3 separate regions of the Mus musculus genome follow, and all the other regions are linked to region 3. The links are chromatin contacts, called in public Hi-C and promoter capture Hi-C maps. All regions are on one chromosome and are shown on one strand. Each heading gives the region's core, a stretch centred on a gene start, on an enhancer-like site or on the middle of the called end of the contact. The rest is flanking DNA. Distances are from core to core; before and after follow the strand shown.

What was found. Hi-C and Micro-C count contacts between places; a contact is called where the count stands out from the background. Capture Hi-C pulls out chosen DNA fragments and counts their contacts.
Region 1: a contact with region 3 is called in a Hi-C map of bone marrow-derived macrophages, with 20 read pairs. The contact joins two enhancer-like sites. A contact is called at or near these places in 6 of 39 promoter capture datasets (the 3T3-L1 cell line, the HPC-7 cell line, cranial neural crest and 3 more), 3 of 484 Hi-C or Micro-C datasets (bone marrow-derived macrophages, granulocyte-monocyte progenitors and regulatory T cells), 15 of 115 datasets of contacts at active chromatin or transcription factors (the HPC-7 cell line, bone marrow-derived macrophages, craniofacial prominence and 8 more) and 1 of 9 other capture datasets (bone marrow-derived macrophages).
Region 2: a contact with region 3 is called in a promoter capture Hi-C map of adipose tissue. The contact joins two enhancer-like sites. A contact is called at or near these places in 8 of 39 promoter capture datasets (the 3T3-L1 cell line, the C10 cell line, the HPC-7 cell line and 5 more), 2 of 15 datasets of contacts at CTCF or cohesin (the NIH/3T3 cell line and embryonic stem cells), 41 of 484 Hi-C or Micro-C datasets (2-cell embryo, 8-cell embryo, B cells and 17 more), 25 of 115 datasets of contacts at active chromatin or transcription factors (the HPC-7 cell line, acute myeloid leukemia, bone marrow-derived macrophages and 9 more) and 5 of 9 other capture datasets (adipose tissue, bone marrow-derived macrophages, embryonic stem cells and 2 more).

Annotation. Positions count from the first base shown.
Region 1 is chr2:71,763,850-71,766,549 of GRCm38.p6, reverse strand. No RefSeq gene overlaps it. Among named protein-coding and RNA genes, the nearest start is that of Gm17250, 15 kb to the right of the region's middle. Within about 2 kb of position 1,434, at least 16 of the 459 cell types and tissues checked have an H3K27ac peak or open chromatin away from gene starts, as enhancers often do. A contact at or near this core is called in the HPC-7 cell line and bone marrow-derived macrophages, where this site is marked.
Region 2 is chr2:71,743,871-71,746,897 of GRCm38.p6, reverse strand. All of the region lies in intron 3 of Gm17250 (a long non-coding RNA gene), which reads left to right. Among named protein-coding and RNA genes, the nearest start is that of Gm17250, 5.1 kb to the left of the region's middle. Within about 2 kb of position 1,592, at least 74 of the 459 cell types and tissues checked have an H3K27ac peak or open chromatin away from gene starts, as enhancers often do. A contact at or near this core is called in the HPC-7 cell line, acute myeloid leukemia, adipose tissue and 3 more, where this site is marked.
Region 3 is chr2:71,593,241-71,596,163 of GRCm38.p6, reverse strand. The region is part of intron 1 of Gm36857 (a long non-coding RNA gene); the gene reads right to left. Among named protein-coding and RNA genes, the nearest start is that of Gm36857, 3.4 kb to the right of the region's middle. Within about 2 kb of position 1,478, at least 76 of the 459 cell types and tissues checked have an H3K27ac peak or open chromatin away from gene starts, as enhancers often do. A contact at or near this core is called in the HPC-7 cell line, acute myeloid leukemia, adipose tissue and 3 more, where this site is marked.

The DNA of each region.
Region 1 (2,700 bases), core at 185-2,684, 170 kb before region 3:
GGTCCAGAGTTCAAATCCCAGCAACCACATGGTGGCTCACAACCATCCGTAACAAGATCTGACTCCCTTTTCTGGTGTGTCTGAAGACAGCTACAGTGTGCTTACATATAATAATAAATAAATCTTTAAAAAAAATTGCTCTAATCAAAAACCACCTGAACCAGAAAGCTTGCCCTGGCTCAGGAAGCCCTGCTCTTAGCTTAGCAGAGAGAGCAGTAGGTCGGTAGGAGGGTTTCATGTCCTGCTTGCCCTTCCAAGGGAGCTGCGGTTTCTCCAGGACAATCTCTTCTTTGAACACGACATGAAAACACATTAGTGCTCTTTTAGGAACAAAGAAATATACATAGGAAATAAAGACATTGTTTTATCAGGGCCTCATCTTCTACACTGACGTAAGCTGGCTGGAAACAAAAGCATCCCCTTCCGAGAGGAAGGTGGCTTGGGTCTGGTTTCTCCATACTTATGAGTTCTACTAAATCTACTGGACTTGAGAAATAAGTAGAGGCCTGGACCCACTTCTTCCTTGCTTGGGTTCAACCCAGTCTTTATAACTGGCCTGGTTATGAATGCTAGCCACACTATGGGCAGAAAAGGTTGCCACGTAACTAGAGCCTCTGCTGGGCTCTTTTAGCTGCATTGCATGGGCTTTGTTTAACCAGATTCATTGAAATGGATTCAGCCTCATTCCAAGTGAGGAAGAGTCTCCACTGTGAGAACAGGAAAGTTATCTTCCTTCATCTTGTCCTACAAAGGCAGGCCAGGGACGGCCAAGGATGTCTCTCTCCATCAGTCCTCTGATGCTGATGATGCATCTGTTGCCTGAGGTGACCCCTTTCTGAGGCACTCTCTCGTTTCTTTTCTTCGGGTTCCTCTTCTTGGATTCCATTTCTGACTCTTCCCTACCAAACGTGGACCTGATGCCACCTTATCCCTACTCTTGGACCAAACACTAGCCTCACTCACTTGTATCACCACTCTGAGGTTTTGGCTCAAAGTCTCCTCCCATTCTCCAGCAAAGACATAACACAGGACAAGAGGTCAGTGAAACACAGGGAACTCCCAGACTGTGTTCACTGACTCTGGGTTTGTTCTACTCATCTTAAGAGCAGGAAGTCTAGTTGTGCTATTCAATCATCTGCAACCCAAGGATATTTAAGGAACATCCAAGCCAAGTGTTGACAAAAGTCACATGGCTTTAATTAGTATTAAAAGAACCAGGCTCTTCAGGAGACACAAACAAACAGCAGCAGAACAGTCTTCCATTCATCTCTTAAAGAGAGGTAAGTCTACAGATCTGTTTTATACTTAGTGACCACCTACTGCAGTATGCAGTAACTGAAATTACTGGTAACAGAAATTAATAAAGGCACAGTCAGTTACCACAGGAACTTGACAGTGTAAGGAGGAAGTGACACATATCCATAGATGAAAATGGGGCATTGAAAGATATGTGTGCCAAGGGCAACAGGGACCTGAGGATAAGCTTAAGAGACACTGAGTCCAGGGTTGGAGCATTCCTTAAGCACTTCTTAGAGATGCTCTACATATGTTCCAGACACTAGGAACAGAGCTGAAAAGATCCCTGCTTTCCAGCAGTTTCCTAATTACAAGGTTAGCAAAACATCAAACAGGCATGTGATAGAAAACGTAGCAATGGCTAACTGGGGTTCATATGGGCACAGTGGGGCTCAGAGTTGGGGTTCAAAACACACGTGACACTCAAGACTGTCCACTGCCCAGCTGGACCTGACTCCCAGTTTACACAGCCCCCTGAATGGCTGTACTGTATCTAGGCCAGTGTGGGCGACAAGGAGCCTCCTGGAGGAAGAGAGGCCTGAGTAGACACTTGAGAACGTGTGTAGCCTGGCAAGAGAAAAGCATTTCAGGCAGAGACATCAGCACAAGGAGATACTTCGTGACTTGAGATTCCCAGACACATCCTGGGATGTGTCATTCCTTCACCACACACCCATAAGGAGCACCCAGGTCATGTACACTGGGGCTTATCAGAAGCAGGCTCCCACAGGAGTGACGTGCGAAGCTAGCCACAACTCAAAATCACACACACACACACACACACACACACACACACACACACACACACAGAGAGAGAGAGAGAGAGAGAGAGAGAGAGAGAGAGAGAGAGAGAGAGAGAGAAGCTGTTACTAACCAGGAGCCCGAGACACACCCTGGGATGAAAACCCAACGAGGGAGCCAAGGATGAAAGGGGAGAGACTGAAAAAGCTCTCCAAGTAAGCAAGGAAAAGCAAGCCAAGGAGAGAGGGTAAGAAGTAAGATGGCCTCAGGAAAGATTTCCTACAAACCAAACAACAAGCCGCTCCAACCCTGTTCTTGTGAGTGATGCATAAAGATGAGCCTGTGAGGCTGACTGCAGATGTGACCAGGGCAGCAGCAAGGGGAGCTGATGGTCCCCTTCATCCTGGAGCTTGCTGCTGTCTTCCTCAAGGGAGCGTTTCTTTCAAGGAATAAGCACAAAATACATAGCACAGGCACAGTACTGTGTGTCTTTCCTTTTGCATGCCACCTGTGTGGAATGGTGACTACTGGAGATACCCCATTCTCTTCAGCCTTGTGATGCATTCACAGCAACACACACACACACACACACACACACACACACACACACACACACACACACACACACACACACAAGGGATTTCAGGCAGAGATATCAGCACA
Region 2 (3,027 bases), core at 343-2,842, 150 kb before region 3:
AGGAAGCACTCTTAGCATTTTTCTATAACTATCATTGTTAGCATTTCTTCTAGGCACCGCCCCGCAGTTACTCAGTTATAGTGAGTTCATAAAAGGGGCTGCTTGCCTATCCTCAGTCTCTGCTTCTCTTGCTCTCTTACCATCTTCCTCCTCTGTCCCTTCTCCCCCCCATTCCTCTCCACCCCTCTCTCCATGTGCTCATGGCCGACCTCTACTCCTCTTCTCCTCTCTCTCTCCTCTCTGTCTCTGCTCCCTCAACTCCCCTCCCATGCCCTGAATAAAATTGTTTGTTGAGCCTTTAAGTTCCAAATTCTGCACTCACAGCGGGCACCCCTTTGTAACAGTAGACAGTGGGTGGCAGGGTGCATCATAGAGGGAGAGATTTCAGAGTTGAGACTTCTAGAAGAAGCAATTTTACATGTTCTCTGGAATTTCTAGACAAAAAGTTAAATGAACCAAGAAGAAGCACTCTCATCCCTGTACCTCGAAGACTTCTAACACTGTTCTTTGGCTAAAATTTGATTTTCTTAAACTGTACATACAACTTTTGATCATGTGTTTAAGTAGGCCCATTACTCTGGCCCTATCTGAGGAGTCTCTGTTGTTGTCTGAGGATGCTGGAATCAAAACCTACAGGTGGCATGCAGAAAGCTACTCTGCACATGGAAAAATAAAAAACAGATGTGAAGCTAAGCCCTCTCAGGCTCGCGTCATAGAATTTTCATGTTACTGACTTACCTGCTTCTCCAAACCAAAGCCAAAAGCGATGGAAAGATCTCCAAGTTACGGTAACACAGCCTGGTTCTGGAAAACAGGGAAGGGGAAAAGGCACTGTGTTCTCAAAGAATAAAGCCCAGGGGTGAATGGGAAAAATAAATAAAGAAAGAAAAAAGAAAAGGAAAGAAAGGAAAGGAAAGGTCATGACCGCTTCTAGGTGCAGGACGAAGTTTATTATAAATAAAAGGGAGAGCACAGCCAGGGGCAGGAACTGGGATATCTGAGAGTCCAGAGTGGACATGACCAAGTTGAGCTGGGCCATGTTGGGAGGGGTGTGAAGGGAGAGGAGAGGGAGGGAACCAGGTGGGGCAGCCAGAAGACCTCCTCCTCCTCTTCCTCTTCCTCCTCCTCCTTTTTTTTTTTTTTCTTGAGTGCTAGCAGATAGGTGAACCTCTCTGAGTGTGAGGCCAGTCTGGTCTATATAATATAATATAATCCAGGCCAGCCATGGATACTTAGTGAGATCTTACCTCCCCAAACATAAAAGAAAGAAGGGAGATGTGGGACACTTTCCCTGTTGAAACAAGAGCCTAGGAAGCTAGTGTCTAGAGTCTTATTTTAGATTCGCACCCCCTTATCTCCACCCCCACCCACCCCTATCCCCACTGCTGCTCAACTTGTTAGCGTTAGGCTTTTCACTCCCACAGCTCCATCTCTATGCTTGTGGCCCCATAGTTTTGCAAAACAGATCCTTGTATCCCCTGCTCTCTCCCAGTCTTATTAGGATTCAATGTGGGGATTTAAAACAAAAGCGTGGCATTCCCCGGAAGCCCGGCCTTCTAGTCTCTTTCCCATTGCTATGTTAATGAATCCATTGGATGTCACTGTGACCTACAAGCTCCAACACTGGGGGTGAGTCCTGTATCTGAGCTCCAGATGCATTCCACCGAGGAAAAAAACAAAACAAAACCAAGGATCTGAGAAGACCAAGGGGGATTGGAGGATTTGGGACAAATTCTAAGACCCAACTCTGAACTGTGAGAAAATGTGACTGGTCACAGTCCCCCTTGTCATTAAGGGTGAGAGATGGCTGGGCGGGCAGTTCTGCATCGCAGGGATTGCTGGAATACTAGCAGCTGAAGAGGAAGTGAGAGGCCCATGGCAGGGTGACCTCAGTGACAGAAAAGTCACTTCACTGTGCTGGGACGGCTCAATGGTAAACATTTCTCTGTCTGAGGTTTGCCCCTAAATAGAAATGCTGATGGTGCGTGTCCAGAGCACAAGGTCCTCTCGTGGGGAAGGAGGGCTTCAGAGATTCGGAGAACTTTATTTTCATTCACTAATTTTTTTAAAGGCTGCAGGATTTGGGAGTCAGAGGTGTATTTGAGCAGTCTCTCATAGATTTTAACTAACTCATTCCTGACCATTAATTTCTAAAGCGGCTCAAGTGTTTGGACTGTCTCTTTGAGGTTCCACGCACAGAGACCTTCCTGAGTGACTCCACACGAGTGAGTGTGGAGTTTCGGGAAAGACACTGTGGCTGAGGAGACCACCTGGTATCCAGTCAGCAGCACACAGTTCCTAGCTTTGCCTCCATGGCTCCACAAACAATGCTGAGCCTTCCCAAGCTCCAGCACAGCTGAGGAAATTCCCAGGGCTGGTATTCCAGACGTTCGATGTCCGTGGATGTGGGGAGATCTGGCTGTGGGGAACACTACACGGAGGACCGTGCAGATAGTAGTCAGAGGCTCTGTGTCTGCTGAAGGGCACAGCCACCCATGGGATGGGCCACTGGAGCCTCGTATTCAAAAGCTTTTTGAACAAACAGTCACTCTGGCCCTCCATGGCATTTGTCATTCATGAGCTTGTCTCTCTTCCTCTGGATCTTGGAAAACGTTTTATACCTTCATTTCCTCATGGAGAACGGTCTCCTATATAGTTTTTTTTTTGGGGGGGGGGGAATGGGAGGAGTTGGCTGAGTCACTACAGCTGAATACTTACTCCCCCCACCCGGTCCCCCCTCCCCCATTCAGATAAGGTGATTTTGATAATCTTCAAGTTGCTGAGGAGGCCAGGGCTCTGGTTTATCAGGGCTTAAATGAGTCAACCTGGAAACAGAATCCATTCTACCAATAAAATACCTGATGGGCATTGGATCCAAAGAAGTTCTGTTATAGAAAACATAACAGGTGGAATTTAAAATGTAGAATATCAAAATAAGTGTAAATGACCCCACAATGTAGGTCACAATTAGAAAGGACAATATAGTGTTACGGCAGAAAAATATGTCAAAATTAATCAGAAGCAAGG
Region 3 (2,923 bases), core at 229-2,728:
CACAGAATCATGATCACTGGCAGATGAGAGAAGAGGGGATGGGAAGTTGAGGAATGGGTACCCAAACACAGAATTAATAACGTCTACAAATTCCACCATTAGTAAAGTGGATGGAAACAAAGGACGTAAATAATAAACCAGATGCAGAATGTCAGGATTGTCCAACGGAGACAAACAAGGTTATAAACCAGCAAGCCCCTAACCAGCGGCACGTTCGAATCACCTGGGGAGCTTTTACAAAACATTAATATTAAGGTTTTACCTCAGAAGCCTGACTCAATGGTCTATAGTGGTACCCAGGCAGGATTTGTAAAGAGCTTTGTTGAGATGTATTTTGGATACCATCAAATTCACCGTTCTAAGTTGAATGGTATTTTAGTAAGGACATGCCTGTGCCTTCAGCATTCTGATCGTCCAGCCTGGCTCCCACTGTTCCCTCCAGATGCCCCAAGGATGATGTGTGGTTTTCTCACTTTTTAAAGATTTGTTTTAAACCATTTTAGTTATGAGTACAGCTGCCCAATGAGGTAGAGGCATCAGCTATCCGTGGAGTTGGAATTAATTATAGGCAGCATGAGGGGCACCCTGAGAATGAAATTCCAGTCCCCTGCAAGAGCATCCTGTGTCTGCATCTCTAAGCTATCTCTACATTTTCCATTTTTGACTCCCAGCGCCAATCATCACTGTGGTCCATGTCTAATCTGCAAATTCCAAGTACCAGTGTTTTCTAAAAACTACCTAGTAAGAAAGGGGGTTTTGTGTGCAGCGTCTGGCTACAAGTGACCATTCTGGACACCTGAGAGCTAAGATTCTTAATCTTGCCTCACAAGCTTTAGTCATTTTCTGTGAGAATATTTCTCTGTAAAGAAAGACCTCTAGTTTTTATATCAAACATTCTTGGCGGAAATAAAATGAATTTTAGAGCAGCCAGCTTTACTAGAATATGAAATGAAAGACGTCTGTACACATAGCCACACCCCTAGTAAAGACGAAGTGTGCATTTCTACACAGGCTTTAGGGATACAGAGCTCTTTTGTTCTGTGGTAAAATTTAAAAGTCTGAAGTACTACCTTCAAAGTCAATTTTATTGCCTTAAAAATTAACAAAAAGCACATTTACCTCAGATTGAAAATCATGGTGATTACTGCACTATTGTCTTTGGATGTTCAAGATGCCCTCGGGGGAAAGATCCAGAGAAGCACTGAGTATTTTATTGTTATGTCACATAAACACGGACCCAAGAACACATCACCGCAGGAGTCCTGGGAAAGCAATCACGTACTAGTGACCATGGAGAGTTGATGTTCTCTCGCCATTTGCGGCATGCAGGGCAAGCAAGCACTTGTGAGAGGGTGAGCCCAGGGGAGCAAGAATGAACTTGAAAGATTTCACAGAAACATCAGCCCCAGAGGGCTACAGACATGTGAGCAAACCACAGCCAGAGGCTGCCAGTGACTCAGAGATTTCTCAACAAGAAATCTTCCTTCCTCCATGGGCCTGAGCAGCCAGCCGCAGCCAGCAGCTGCCATCGGCACAGCCAGGGCTTGCGAAGTGTTATGGGGTGCAGCTGGAACGTGACCCCACCCAGATCACTCCCTAAAATTGCAAGGCTTTAAAACAGTGCCCCCAGCCAAGAAGGTGCCATCCAGGGTTCCGCCCAGAAATTCTCCAGCAACAAGGTTGTCAGCACTGGAGACAGGGTTCTGAGGCAAAGTGGCCTTTGACTGTGAATAGGGGGGAAAAAATAACAACAGCAATAAAGAAAAACCCTAGATTTTAGTCAAGTCCAAATCTACACTCTGGCTTGGAACCCTCAGCTTTTGCAGAGATGCTGAGGATAAACACTAAGCTATCCTCCACCACCACCACCACCTGTAATTATCAACCGGTAGTCTCTCTAAATTCTTCATCCATGGGAAAACTTCAAATGAGTTTGAAAGGGGGAAAAAAAAAGTCTCCCAAGAAGACTGAATACATGCTGCAGCCTGCTCTCCCCTCCTCCAAATCATAGGAGAACAGAGAAGACAGAGAACCTCAGAGAAATGACAGAAGGAAAACTCCCAGAGCAAAGAGTACTGTCAACTGTAGACATGAGGGAAAATTTTTAAGGATAGAGAAAGGCAACCTCTGTAGCCAGAAACAGTGAAGGACACACAACAGATGTACTCAGATGAATGAGCCCAAAACAAGCAGGAGAGATCAGTTGTATAGTTGTATAATGGGATGTCTCCAAGGACCTCTAGATTCAAAAAAAGGACAGTGTGGGGCAGTGGGCGGGGGGAAGCATACAGAACAGAAGGTTCTAAGGCACTCACCATCAGAGATGGCTAAGACACTAAAGTACAGCATACAAAAAAGTGGTCTTACACACACACATATACATACAAACACACACACACACACACACATCATAGGAACACACATATACTGAGCAGAACAGACAACAAGCCCCAGAGGCAACCACACCCTGAATCTGGCCTCATCCAGGAGAAATAAAAGCATTTTTTCCTGACTCACACTGCCCAGCCCCACAGTTTCCCACCTCACCACTAAAGACAACTCATCTCCGTACTCATGGGGCCTCTCGTACCAGAAGAAAACACAGACTCAAAGACCACCAAGCATCGAGAACACTGTGACCGAGATGCACCACATGCTACCAAGACAAGAGCAACCCTGCTGGGCAGTGGTGACCCACACCTTTAATCCCTGCACTCGGGAGGCAGGGGCAGGTGGATCTCTGTGAGTTTGAGGTCAGCCTGGTCTACCGAGTGAATCTAGGACAGCCAGGGCTACACAGAGAAACCCTGTCTCGCAAAAGCAAAGCAACAACAGCAACAACACCTCACAAGAGTGACCCTCAAAACCAAAGTCATCAGAGACTCATTCAACAGATTTGCCTGCAGAATAGACACAACCAAAG